Linked DNA regions of Mus musculus: region 1 is linked to region 2. A link is a contact called in public HiChIP or PLAC-seq data. All regions are on one chromosome and are shown on one strand. Each heading gives the region's core, a stretch centred on a gene start, on an enhancer-like site or on the middle of the called end of the contact. The rest is flanking DNA. Distances are from core to core; before and after follow the strand shown. Region 1 overlaps Pgm2 (phosphoglucomutase 2). Region 2 overlaps Rell1 (RELT-like 1).

Region 1 (5,992 bases), core at 1,834-4,333, 180 kb before region 2:
TTGGAGAAGGTACCATGAGGTGCTGAGAAGAAGGTATATCCTTTTGTTTTAGGGTAAAATGTTCTGTAGATATCTGTCAGATCCATTTGTTTCATCACTTCTGTTAGTTTCAGTGTGTCCCTGTTTAGTTTCTGTTTCCATGATCTGTCCATTGGTGAAAGTGGTGTGTTGAAGTCTCCCACTATTATTGTGTGAGGCGCAATGTGTGCTTTGAGCTTTACTAAAGTTTCTTTAGTGAATGTGGCTGCTCTTGTATTTGGAGCATAGATATTCAGAATTGAGAGTTCCTCTTGGAGGATTTTACCTTTGATGAGAATGAAGTGTCCCTCCTTGTCTTTTTTGATGACTTTGGGTTGGAAGTCAATCTTATCAGATATTAGGATGGCTACTCCTGCTTGTTTCTTCATACCATTTGCTTGGAAAATTGTTTTCCAGCCTTTCATTCTGAGGTAGTGTCTATCTTTTTCTCTGAGATGAGTTTCCTGTAAGCAGCAAAATGTTGGGTCTTGTTTGTGTAGCCAGTTTGTTAGTCTATGTCTTTTTATTGGCGAGTTGAGACCATTGATGTTAAGAGATATTAAGGAAAAGTAATTGTTGCTTCCTGTTATTTTAGTTGTTAAAGGTGGCATTCTGTTCTTGTGGCTGTCTTCTTTTAGGTTTGTTGAGGGATTACCTTCTTGTTTTTTCTAGGGCGTTGTTCCCGTTCTTGTATTGGTTTTTTTCTGTTATTATCCTTTGAAGGGCTGGATTCGTGGAGAGATAATGCGTGAATTTGGTTTTGTCGTGGAATACTTTGGTTTCTCCCTCTATGATAATTGAGAGTTTGGCTGGGTATAGTAGCCTGGGCTGCAGTTTGTGTTCTCTTAGTGTCTGTATAACATCTGTCCAGGCTCTTCTGGCTTTCATAGTCTCTGGTGAAAAATCTGGTGTAATTCTGATAGGCTTGCCTTTATATGTTACTTGACCTTTTTCCCTTACTGCTTTTAGTATTCTATCTTTATTTAGTGCATTTGATGTTCTGATTATTATGTGTCGGGAGGAATTTCTTTTCTGGTCCAGTCTATTTGGAGTTCTGTAGGCTTCTTGTATGTTCATATGCATCTCATTCTTTAGATTTGGGAAGTTTTCTTCAATAATTTTGTTGAAGATGTTTGCTGGACCTTTGAGTTGAAAATCTTCATTCTCATCCACTCCTATTATCCGTACGTTTGGTCTTCTTATTGTGTCCTGGATTTCCTGGATATTTTGAGTTAGGATCTTTTTGCATTTTCCATTTTCTTTGATTGTTGTGCCGATGTTCTCTATGGAATCTTCTGCACCTGAGATTCTCTCTTCCATCTCTTGTATTCTGTTGCTGATGCTCAAATCTATGGTTCCAGATTTCTTTCCTAGGGTTTCTATCTCTAGTGTTGCCTCGCTTTGAGTTTTCTTTATTGTGTCTACTTCCCTTTTTAGGTCTAGTATGGTTTTGTTCATTTCCATCACCTGTTTGTATGTTTTTTCCTCTTTTTCTGTAAGGACTTCTACCTGTTTGATTGTGTTTTCCTGTTTTTCTTTAAGGACTTGTAACTCTTTAGCAGTGTTCTCCTGTATTTCTTTAAGTGATTTATTAAAGTCCTTCTTGATGTCCTCTACCATCATCATGAGATATGCTTTTAAATCTAGGTCTAGGTTCTCAGGTGTGTTGGGGTTCCCTGGACTGGGCGAAGTGGGTGTGCTGGGTTCTGGTGATGGTGAGTGGTCTTGGTTCCTGTTAGTAAGATTCCTCCGTTTACCTTTCGCCATCTGGTAATCTCTGGAGTTAGTAGTTATAGTTGACTCTGTTTAGAGATTGTTCTTCTGGTGATTCTGTTACCGTCTATCAGCAGACCTGGGAGACAGATTCTCTCCTCTGAGTTTCAGTGCTCAGAGCACTCTCTGCTGGCAAGCTCTCTTACAGGGAAGGTGCACAGATATCTTGTATTTGGACCTCCTCCTGGCCGAAGAAGAAGGCCCAAAACAGGACCTTTCTCAGACACTGTGTTGCTTTGGCAGTTCCCAGGTGGTACAGACTCTCACCTAAGCAGACTAAATTCCTAAGTTCCTTGGAGTCCCGGGACCAAGATGGCGACCGCTGCTGCTGTGGCTTAGGTTGCCTCCCCAGCCGGGCGGGCACCTGTCCTCTGGTCCGGAAGGTGGCCGGCTGTCCCCGGCCCACACAGGGTGCTGCCTCAGCGCCTCTGTGCTTCTGCCTGTTCCAGAAGCTGTCAGGTTCTCTGGCGCACCCTCTCACCTGTTCAGACTAATTTCCTAAGTTCGGCGGGTCCCGGACCAAGATGGCGACCGCTGCTGCTGTGGCTTAGGCCGCCTCCCCAGCCGGGTGGGCACCTGTCCTCTGGTCCGGAAGGTGGCCGGCTGTCCCCGGCCCACGCAGGGTGCTGCCTCAGCGCCTCTGTGCTTCCGCCTGTTCCAGAAGCTGTCAGGTTCTCTGGCGCACCCTCTCACCTGTTCAGACTAATTTCCTAAGTTCGGCGGGTCCCGGACCAAGATGGCGACCGCTGCTGCTGTGGCTTAGGCCGCCTCCCCAGCCGGGCGGGCACCTGTCCTCCGGTCCGGAAGGTGGCCGGCTGTCCCCGGCCCACACAGGGTGCTGCCTCAGCCCCTCTGTGCTTCTGCCTGTTCCAGAGGCTGTCAGGTTCTCTGGCGCACCCTCTCACCTGTTCAGACTAATTTCCTAAGTCCCTTCCCTAATCCTAAATGACTTATCTTGAAATCTAAAGTGTGATATTGCTGAGTGATATTTTTAAGACAAGGACACACTGTATGGCTATGCAAACCCCTGGTTAGGAATCAATCCTTATCTCTTCAGTTTAAATTCAGTGGGTCATGTTATAGGCATGGATATTGAAGTCTTTCACAATCAGGCAGCGTGTCTCTCTCTAATCAGGCCAAAAATCTTTGTAAAATAAATAATACCAGAAGCTGCTGAGTTCTCAATGCAATTCTGATTCAGGAAAGGGGGAGAAAAGCTGCTTTGAGGACCTGGGACAAATCTGAATTCATGTTGACCAGGCTAAGCTCACAAATAGTTATTCAAATGCTAATTTGGGCATTTCAGTGAAAGCAGTTTACTTTAAATGAAGGCAATTATCCTTGGTGGCCTGGGTAGATAACATTCAAAAGAGAATGTTTCCTGAAGAATTTAACTTTCAGTTTAAATTCAGTTTAACTGCACTCAGGAGGCAGAGGCAGGTGGATCTCTTGTGAGTTTAAGGCTAGCCTGGTCTATAGAGTGGATCCAGGATAGCCAGGGCTCTGTTACACAGAGAAATCTTGTCTTGAGAAAAAAAGAAAAAAGGAAAAAGGAAAAAGAAAAGAAAAAAAAAATCAACGAGAGACATACTGTAAGATACCAGCAAAGGTAGAGGCTATGTTGGGGTCTGCACTGTTTCATGGTCTGGTTTTGTGAATCAAGTTTAACTGGGGCACAGGCTATGTTCATTCATTGATACATATATGGTTGTTTCTACATTTATTTTTTCTTTCTTTCTTTCGGCCTTGATTAAAGAGGCCTATGCCACCACATCCTGTTTCTACACTTCAACAGGAGTAGCTACAACAGCCCTATAGGACCTGCGAACACCAAGACATTATCTGTCTTGTATTTACCATCTTGTGGCCTGGGTAAGGACCTTGAGGGCTCAGTGAATTATCATTTTAGCATTTCTATGTCTGAAAGTTTTTAAAAGTAAAAAGTTGGGAAAGACATCTTTTCTAACAAAAATACTTCTTAGATAGTACCACTTAGACTTGAAAGGCTATTGATTCTGATTCACAGGTTAGATAACTCTATTAATAAATGAAATGTACAATATGAAGTCTATTAATAGTAATCTTACCTTAAGCTGTGGTTTTTATTGTCATTGCATGTTAATAGGTTGGTGTCCCCATGATATCACCACAGTTTCTAACTAGGCTACAATTGGGAATTTTCACTTAACACTTGAACAGAACCAGGAAGTCTCAGGGATGAGAGTCATAGCAGCGATGTCATACCTGTTGCCAGGGGGAGCACACAACTCTGCGTAGTACTTGATTTTGGGCTCAGTCCCACTGGTCCGCATGGTGGCCACACCTCCATTAGCAAAGGTGAAGGTGATCATTTGGCTGCTCTTACTGGTAGGAAGAACCTAGGGATTAATTTGTACAGGTCACACATTTAAACAGCAACAACCCTTTCTGACCTAGTGAATTACTGTCCCACATAAGCAAGAAAACGAATAACCAGACGAGGATATGGGCCACAGAAGAACATCCCTGGGAAAATGAGAAGACTCAATCCCAGTAATTTGTGAACATTAAGTAACTTCACAGTGTAGCTTTCTACTTCTACATATCTATTAAAGTTATCAAAGTTTTGTTCAAATTAAAATATGGTATTTCATAAGAAACTGAGACAATAATGTACTACAAAAAATTAGATCATTCCTCAGTGTTGTAAATGCAAACTTTGGCCAAAAAAACAGTTCCTAAGGAGATTTTTTTTTTCCTGGTACAAAATTTCAATATTGTGGTGGTTTGAATACGCTTGGCCCAGGGAGTGGCACTATTAGGAAGTGTGACCTTGTTGGAGAAAGTGTGTCAGTGTAGGGTGGGCTTTGAAACCCTCCTCCAAGCTGCCTGAGGATAGTCTTCCCCTATCTGCCTTCGGAACACGATGTAGAACTTTTGGCTCCTCCAGCTTCATGTCTGCCTGGATGCTGCCATTTTTCCTGCCTTGATGATAATGGACTGAACCTCAGAAGCTGTAAGCCAGCTCCAGCTAAATATTGTCCTTTATAAAAGTTGCCTCGGTCACGGTATCTCTTCACAGCAATGGAAACCCTAACTAAGGCATATATTTAAAGTTGCTAATTTCAGGATGTCACTAACGTTACTGTAAACATGCTTTCCCTGGTATAAACACAAGGGCAAAGAGGGAGAGAGGCCACAGCACTTGATGGAGAGGTTACCAGATCATGAAAGCCAGAAAGTAGACCTGATTGTGGGTTCCCAGTATGTCTGGGAGGGTCAGAAACAAGAAACCGAGCCACTGTACTCTGCAGACGCCCATCTGGCCTCAAGAACTAGAAGCATTAGGTATGCTAAGGCTCAGTGTGAGGCAGGGGTGAAACAGTGACAAGGTTGTAAAGAAGCTACCAGATGTTCCAGAGAAGGCAGCCTTTCTCTGCCTGCCAGGGGTGCTTACATTCCCTAGATCTTGAATGAGAACAGCTCAGAAACTAGGATCGCCAGTCATCATGGAGGGTATGCTATGGTGGATATACTTGACCTCCCAGACCACCTGCCTCTAACCACGCCCCTACCTACGCCCCCTAGCCACGCCTCTAGGGCTTCGATAGGCCACTTTATATTCCTTAGGAAAGCAGATGGACCAGCCTAAGGTCCAAAACCAAGGAATTGTTGTTGGCTTGCTACTCAAGATCCCTGGAGTGAACTAGGTCATTTGTCATATACACACACAGAATACTGGGGGACCCTAGAGAAAGACAGCGGGTAAATAACAAAGCCAAAACAAGTAGAAAAAAAAAACTCCTCAACAACAAAAACAGAACTCAGGGGAAATAAAGGCTACATGGATAAAAAAATATTTTTAGTTCAAAAAAAATATTTAAAAAAGTACAGTATACACACACACACACACACGGGGAGGGGGGGGGGGAACCATCAATAGGATGCCATTCTGAAAAGAAAAATTGGGAATAAGAATTGAAATTAACAGTCAACAGGAACACCAAAAGTTAAAATTAGAAAAACTCCTCAAAAGAGGAAGAATAGGAAAAGAAGATAGAAATTAAGAAGAAAGGCCACCAGCCCCGGAGAGCAAGCGTCTACCTAAGGACTCTTCGAGAAAACAGTCAACAATCTCCCTTTCTTGACATCTCACCAAGAAAACTGAGACCTAAAGGAAACCCAGAGCAGAGGCCCAGCATGATGAGTGGATTAGGCTAAC
Region 2 (5,428 bases), core at 2,181-4,680:
ATAGGAGAACGTGGGGGCAGAGATACATGCACTCCTGTAGTGTCATGCAAAGCAAGGGGATGCTGGACAGTCCTGCGCCTTTTCTGTTTAATTTATAAATGCGTGTTCAGCCCAGGAATTCAAAAACGTGTGGCATCGGGAAGGTGGGGCTGAAGGATTAAAGCTAGACTCTTTGCACTGTGTGAGGGTGCTTAAACTTTCTGGAAGGTATTCGGCGAGGCCTTAGGCTCTCAGATAAATGTCTAGTTGACTTGTTGCAGGTGATGGATCGTAACGCCGCTCTGTCCTCTTTCTCTCTTAGAGTTGAATGACAGTATAAATGAGAACAGTGACACGGTCGGCCAGATTGTCCAGTACATTATGAAAAATGAAGGTAAGGATATCTTCGTGCTTTGGGGCATCTCAGTGTTATTTAAAAATCTCCTTAGAGTCAGAATTTGAATGGCTTCGCAGGGCTTTTACCTGAACTCTGTAACTCCTCAGCTTTTAGCACTGTCACAACAGGAGAGGTTGCCTTGGTGGTGTTTGGTGGCTTCAGCACAGCAAAGGGCCAGGAAGGTCGATAGCTTCTAGGCTGTGTATCACGTGACTTTATAAAGCCTCAGCTTCCTCCTATGGAGTGAGAGTTACATTACACAACTGTGTAGGGTAGCACAAGCGATGTGCTGGGAGTCATAAGGACTCACATCTTAGCTGGTTCTTGTGTTTCACATTTAAGGACATGAGTTTGAACTGGGAAGAAATTGAGGCATCCTGGTAAGAACTGGGGAGTGACGGCCAGGGCCCACGTGCCTGTAACACCAGCCAATGGGTGAACTGCAGGTTCAGTGAGAGAGCCTGTCTCCAAATAGGAGGAGAGTGATTGAGGAAGATGCCCACATGGACCTCTGCCCTCTGTGTGCACGCATATGAATATTCTCTCACGCATCACACACACACACACACACACACTTACTTTTGCCAGTTTAACCGCTTGGCCATTTGGAAGGGGGGAGTTGGGTAGCATCCGTGTCCTTTCTAAGAGCTACACCAGTGTCAGCGTATTCCAGAACTTCCTCGGCACCCCACTCTGAAAGATAGCTGCTTCTCTCCCTGTTCCTTCCTCCCCAAACCACCTGCAAAGGTGCTTTGCTTTCTGCCTCTATGTTTGTATCTTCTAGGCTATCCAGTATTAAATGTGGATAGAGCTTAAGCATTAGGGCTTAAGTATCTTTTTTTTTTTTATATATAGTTTCTTTTTTGAGATAGGGTCTCATGTGGTCCAGCCTGGCTTTGAACTCGGTATATAGCCAAGGATGGTCCTGAACCTCTGGTCCACCTCCCCTTATCTCCTAAATGTTGGGATTATAGGCATGCGCCACTATGCTCAGCCTATGAAATGTATTTTAAGGCAACTTTTTAAGAGAAGGATCCAATTGTTACTAAATGAATTAGGGTCTTTGTTCTGGAGGCTGAGGGTTGTCTTAATAGGATGATGTTTTCTGTTGCTATAACTGAGTACCCCAAGCTTGACGAGCTATAAAGAACAGAAGTTTATTTAGCTCATGGTTCTAGAGGCTGACAAGTCGACGTGTGGGGCCAGCATCTGCTTGGCACCTGGAGAGGGCCTTCACTGCTACGTTCTGAGCTGGAAACGTGACGAGACAGAGCAGTCATGTCAGAAAGAATCTGCTTTTATGAAAAAAACCACTCTCTCAGTAATCCACGAATCTAAGAATCCATGAGCAGGCCAGTGACCCAGTCACCCCAAGGCGACTCCAAATGCCAACAGAATGACTTTGGGGAGTAATGTTTCTGACACGTGAGTGAATTTTAGGACACACCCAAACCAGAACAGAAACTTGGTTCTTCGTGCTTTATCAGGTCTGTGGTACTCCTTACCCCATCTGCTGAAGTGCTACAGTGTCCACTTCTGTTGGCAGATGCCACCGTCCCATCACCAGCCTCTCTCTGGGACCTTGGTCCCCACACCGCTCAGCGAGAGCATCCACCTGGCCCCAGACTGAGAGCTGCACCTGTTTCCCAGCTGTGCTTTGTGTCCTTAGAACCAGCTTTATGAGAAACTGGTGTTCTACTCAGCTTGGAAGTGAAGGAAGGGAGACGCCAAGGGCTTTAGGTCCACGCGCTTCAAGCCTTCTGTCTAGTTCTAAACATTGTCCTGCTTTCAGCTTTGCAATGATATTTCTCTCTTTCAGTTTTGATAGTTTGCAAAAAAAAAATGAATGAATAAATAAACTTAGTAGAATGGTTTTTAGATAAGAACAAAAAGACAAGAACACTTGGGCGTGGGCCTGTTTTTCAGAGATTTCCCATCAGGGCATGGGATTGGCAGTACTGAATCCCAGCACACTAGTTACAACCTAGAGTGTTTTCAGGTTGACTCTGAGGCTAAAATTCGCCACTGTATGCAACAAGCACCTCGTTACCCCACCTTGTATTCCATAGTTCGCGCAACCTCAAACTTGATTTCAATTTAGACTTCACTGTTATTTTCCCAAACTGGCACTCTATATTTACAAATTATAACTGCACTCTGAACTTTTTAAAAGGAATTAAAAAGGAATAAGATGAAGCACACGCTCTCTATTAACATCTTCCTAGGCTCTCTGTTAACCCACAACATTTAGTTTTAATCATTTGTGTTATTGACATACAAGCAGTCTCCTGCATTGTGTTTTTAACTTGCCAGATGGGTAATTTAATTTGTCAGATGTAGTCATGATTTTTTTTAATGAAGTGAACATTGAGGTTTATTAGAATTTTAATATAGATTTAAGCCAGAAGGGGGACAACAGAATCAGACTGAAGGACAGGACAGTGGTACACACTTAGAATGACAAGCTGGCTTCCCAAGGTGACGTTCTTGCTTTGGGTTGAAGTATGTGCCTTTCCTTTTCTAAATCAATTTTAGCTTAGGTCGCTGTCCTTTGGGGTTTGGAGACAGTAGCTGATCTGCTGGGCAGGCACGTTTTGTGGCGGTGTGCTGTCTCACTGAGTATTTCTGAAAGATGTATTCCCGTGGGGGCTGGGAATCAGAGGACCTCTCTGCAAGAGCAGCATGCGCTCTAACCACTGAGCCATCTCTCTAGCCCGTGCTGTGCTTCCAATATAGGATGTGTGCAGATTTCCAACCCAAGCAGTTCTTCACGTCTGACGCCAGCTCCATGCGTGTCTAATTCACTTCTGACTCTGCCAGGGAGTTAGTGTGGTCTACCGCAGGCAAAGGGCTCAGCTTCACAAGGCTGGCCGGCTTTGCCTGGCCCCTCTGTTCCTCTAACGTGCACACTGAGAATCTGAGAATCCCCCAGTCCCTTCCTCGGGTTTGCTAGAATGGCTCCCAGAAGGCCGGGATATGCTATTACATTCAGTGCTTTGTTAAAGGGGAACACCTAGAGGCGGGGAGCCAGGCATTGGGTTAGTGCCAGAGTTGTTATCCTCTAATCACACTGGGCGGGCCTTTCTGATTACTGGCTCCGCCCTGACTCACCTTGTTATCCTAGACTGAGTTTTACCAAGTGGCTCATTATGAATGACAAAAGACACTCCTATCTGACTCCGGAAGTTTCACTAGGGAAATTCTTCGGGTTTTTCAGAGCTCTTTTACACACCCACACACTTTTCTTCTTAATCCGGAGACCTGGAACTACCCCAGTGCTATCCCGAGTTTACCTTTCTCTACAGAGCCAAACTGAGGAGTGTTTGTGTGGTCAGTGGGGGTTTCCTAGCATTGTGTAGGAGTTTGGAGAGCATCAAGGATAGTAAATAATTTCTCATTTTACTTAACGGGCACTCGTCATAATATATAGGGAATTGTTTTCTCAGGTAAGTTTATACAGTTTTCTTTTGAATGCTTATCACTATAAAAGTCTGTTACAGCCAGCATGACCTCATTCCCTTTGTTGTTGTTTCCTCTCTGGTCACATTTGGTAAACTATGGGGACGTACACACTGGCCATTTCCTGTGTATTTTACAGAAATCGCATGTGAGACTATACTTCTTTATTAGTTCATCTTCTGTTAATTCATAATGGAATATACAGAGCTAGTGCTTTTTAAAAGCAGAGTAGTTTGCTGTAGCTCACAGTTTGGAGGATGGAGGTCCAAGATCAGGTAGCCTCATTGATTTGGACTCTGGAGTGAGGGTCCACCTGGTTGGGTCACATCTTAGTGGATAACAACATGTCGGGAGCATGGGGGAAAGGCAAAGAACACATGGTGACCAGGAAGCCAGAGAGAGTGGCTCTCTCCTTGTGGAGGCTAAGACTCAAATGCAGGGACTCCTGCGTACGCTCTGCTGCTGAGCTATAGCCCCAGTCCTCTCACTTTTATACCAACCCTTTCCTGGGAATGAAGGCTGAGAGAGAGTATCCCAAGAGCTGTCTGACTTCTGAGGCCGTGTTCCAGTAACCTCATCACCTTCCCTGGATTCAGAAGGTTGGACCATTTCTCATAGCTCCTCCTCCCATGAGGCCAGTTTGCTGCCATCCAGTACCAGACTTGAGGGAGAGTGGCATCAAAAGGGTGCCAAGCCAAGCATAGCGATGACAGCACGGACAGAAGTGGTAATGGGGGTTTTAACACAGGAATCTTTGGGGCACCAAAGCACATGGAAATCAAAGCAACATACCAACCTATTATCTGAAAGAAAATTCTTTTCCTGAATCCCCAATATCAGTCAAACATGAAAGTGACATGTATCACAAGATTATGAAGTGTGTCAGAGTCAATGTGTCATTTTTTGTTGTATGGGGGGGATATTATAGATCTAATTCAGGGCTTTTTTTTTTTTTCCCCTTAAATAACAAAAACATTTGGTTTTATAATAAAAACTCATGTTTGGCAGTTCATTTGGACACCCTCACCATTGTGAAGGGCAAAAAAAAAAAAAAAGGTAGTTTTTTAAGGAAAGCGATGACATGTGTAAATATTTCTTAGAAATACTGCCCCCACCCCCTTGGATTCCTAAAAGCTGCATTGTGGTGCTGTGATCCCCAAGGTAGCGGAGACTGGAGATCATGGGGGAGCCCAAAACAAAATAAGACAAATCAAAATGACAACAAACTCACTCTCTTTTATATGTAAGGCAACAGATAGGCCATAGGCCATAAGTGGATCTAAGTCTTTGGTATTGTATTTTCATGGGAGGATGGGTAGGGGAAAAAGTGGGAGAGGCAAAAAGGAAGTCAGGCTGTGAAGCACACAGCACGTGGGCCCTTGCCTCTCAACTCTCCCAGCAGCAGAGTTAGAACTCTGAGTTAAATGTCCTTCTCAGGGGATGTCATGTGATGTAAACTGCTACAAGCTACCTATCATTGGCTCACGTGGTAAATCAGTAATCCTTTTATTCTTTCTTCTCTGGAGAATTTATTGTGGTTAGTCATGGGATGGGAACGGTGCTTTAAAAATGAATGGAAAAGGTTAGGAGTTG

The links. HiChIP or PLAC-seq counts read pairs in DNA pulled down with a chosen protein or histone mark.
Region 1: a contact with region 2 is called in an H3K27ac HiChIP or PLAC-seq map of embryonic stem cells, with 6 read pairs. The contact joins two enhancer-like sites. A contact is called at or near these places in 7 of 39 promoter capture datasets (the C10 cell line, the HPC-7 cell line, cranial neural crest and 4 more), 4 of 115 datasets of contacts at active chromatin or transcription factors (embryonic stem cells, pancreatic cancer cells and stem cell-derived neural progenitor cells) and 3 of 9 other capture datasets (adipose tissue, liver and pancreatic islet).

Annotation. Positions count from the first base shown.
Region 1 is chr5:64,114,477-64,120,468 of GRCm38.p6, reverse strand. It overlaps Pgm2 (phosphoglucomutase 2), which reads right to left. Exons shown (of 14, transcript NM_025700.3): 13 at 4,036-4,169. Among named protein-coding and RNA genes, the nearest start is that of Pgm2, 25 kb to the right of the region's middle. Within about 2 kb of position 3,083, at least 5 of the 459 cell types and tissues checked have an H3K27ac peak or open chromatin away from gene starts, as enhancers often do. A contact at or near this core is called in embryonic stem cells, where this site is marked.
Region 2 is chr5:63,930,968-63,936,395 of GRCm38.p6, reverse strand. Rell1 (RELT-like 1) reads left to right here. Exons shown (of 7, transcript NM_145923.4): 3 at 302-373. Among named protein-coding and RNA genes, the nearest start is that of Rell1, 35 kb to the left of the region's middle. Within about 2 kb of position 3,430, at least 51 of the 459 cell types and tissues checked have an H3K27ac peak or open chromatin away from gene starts, as enhancers often do. A contact at or near this core is called in embryonic stem cells, where this site is marked.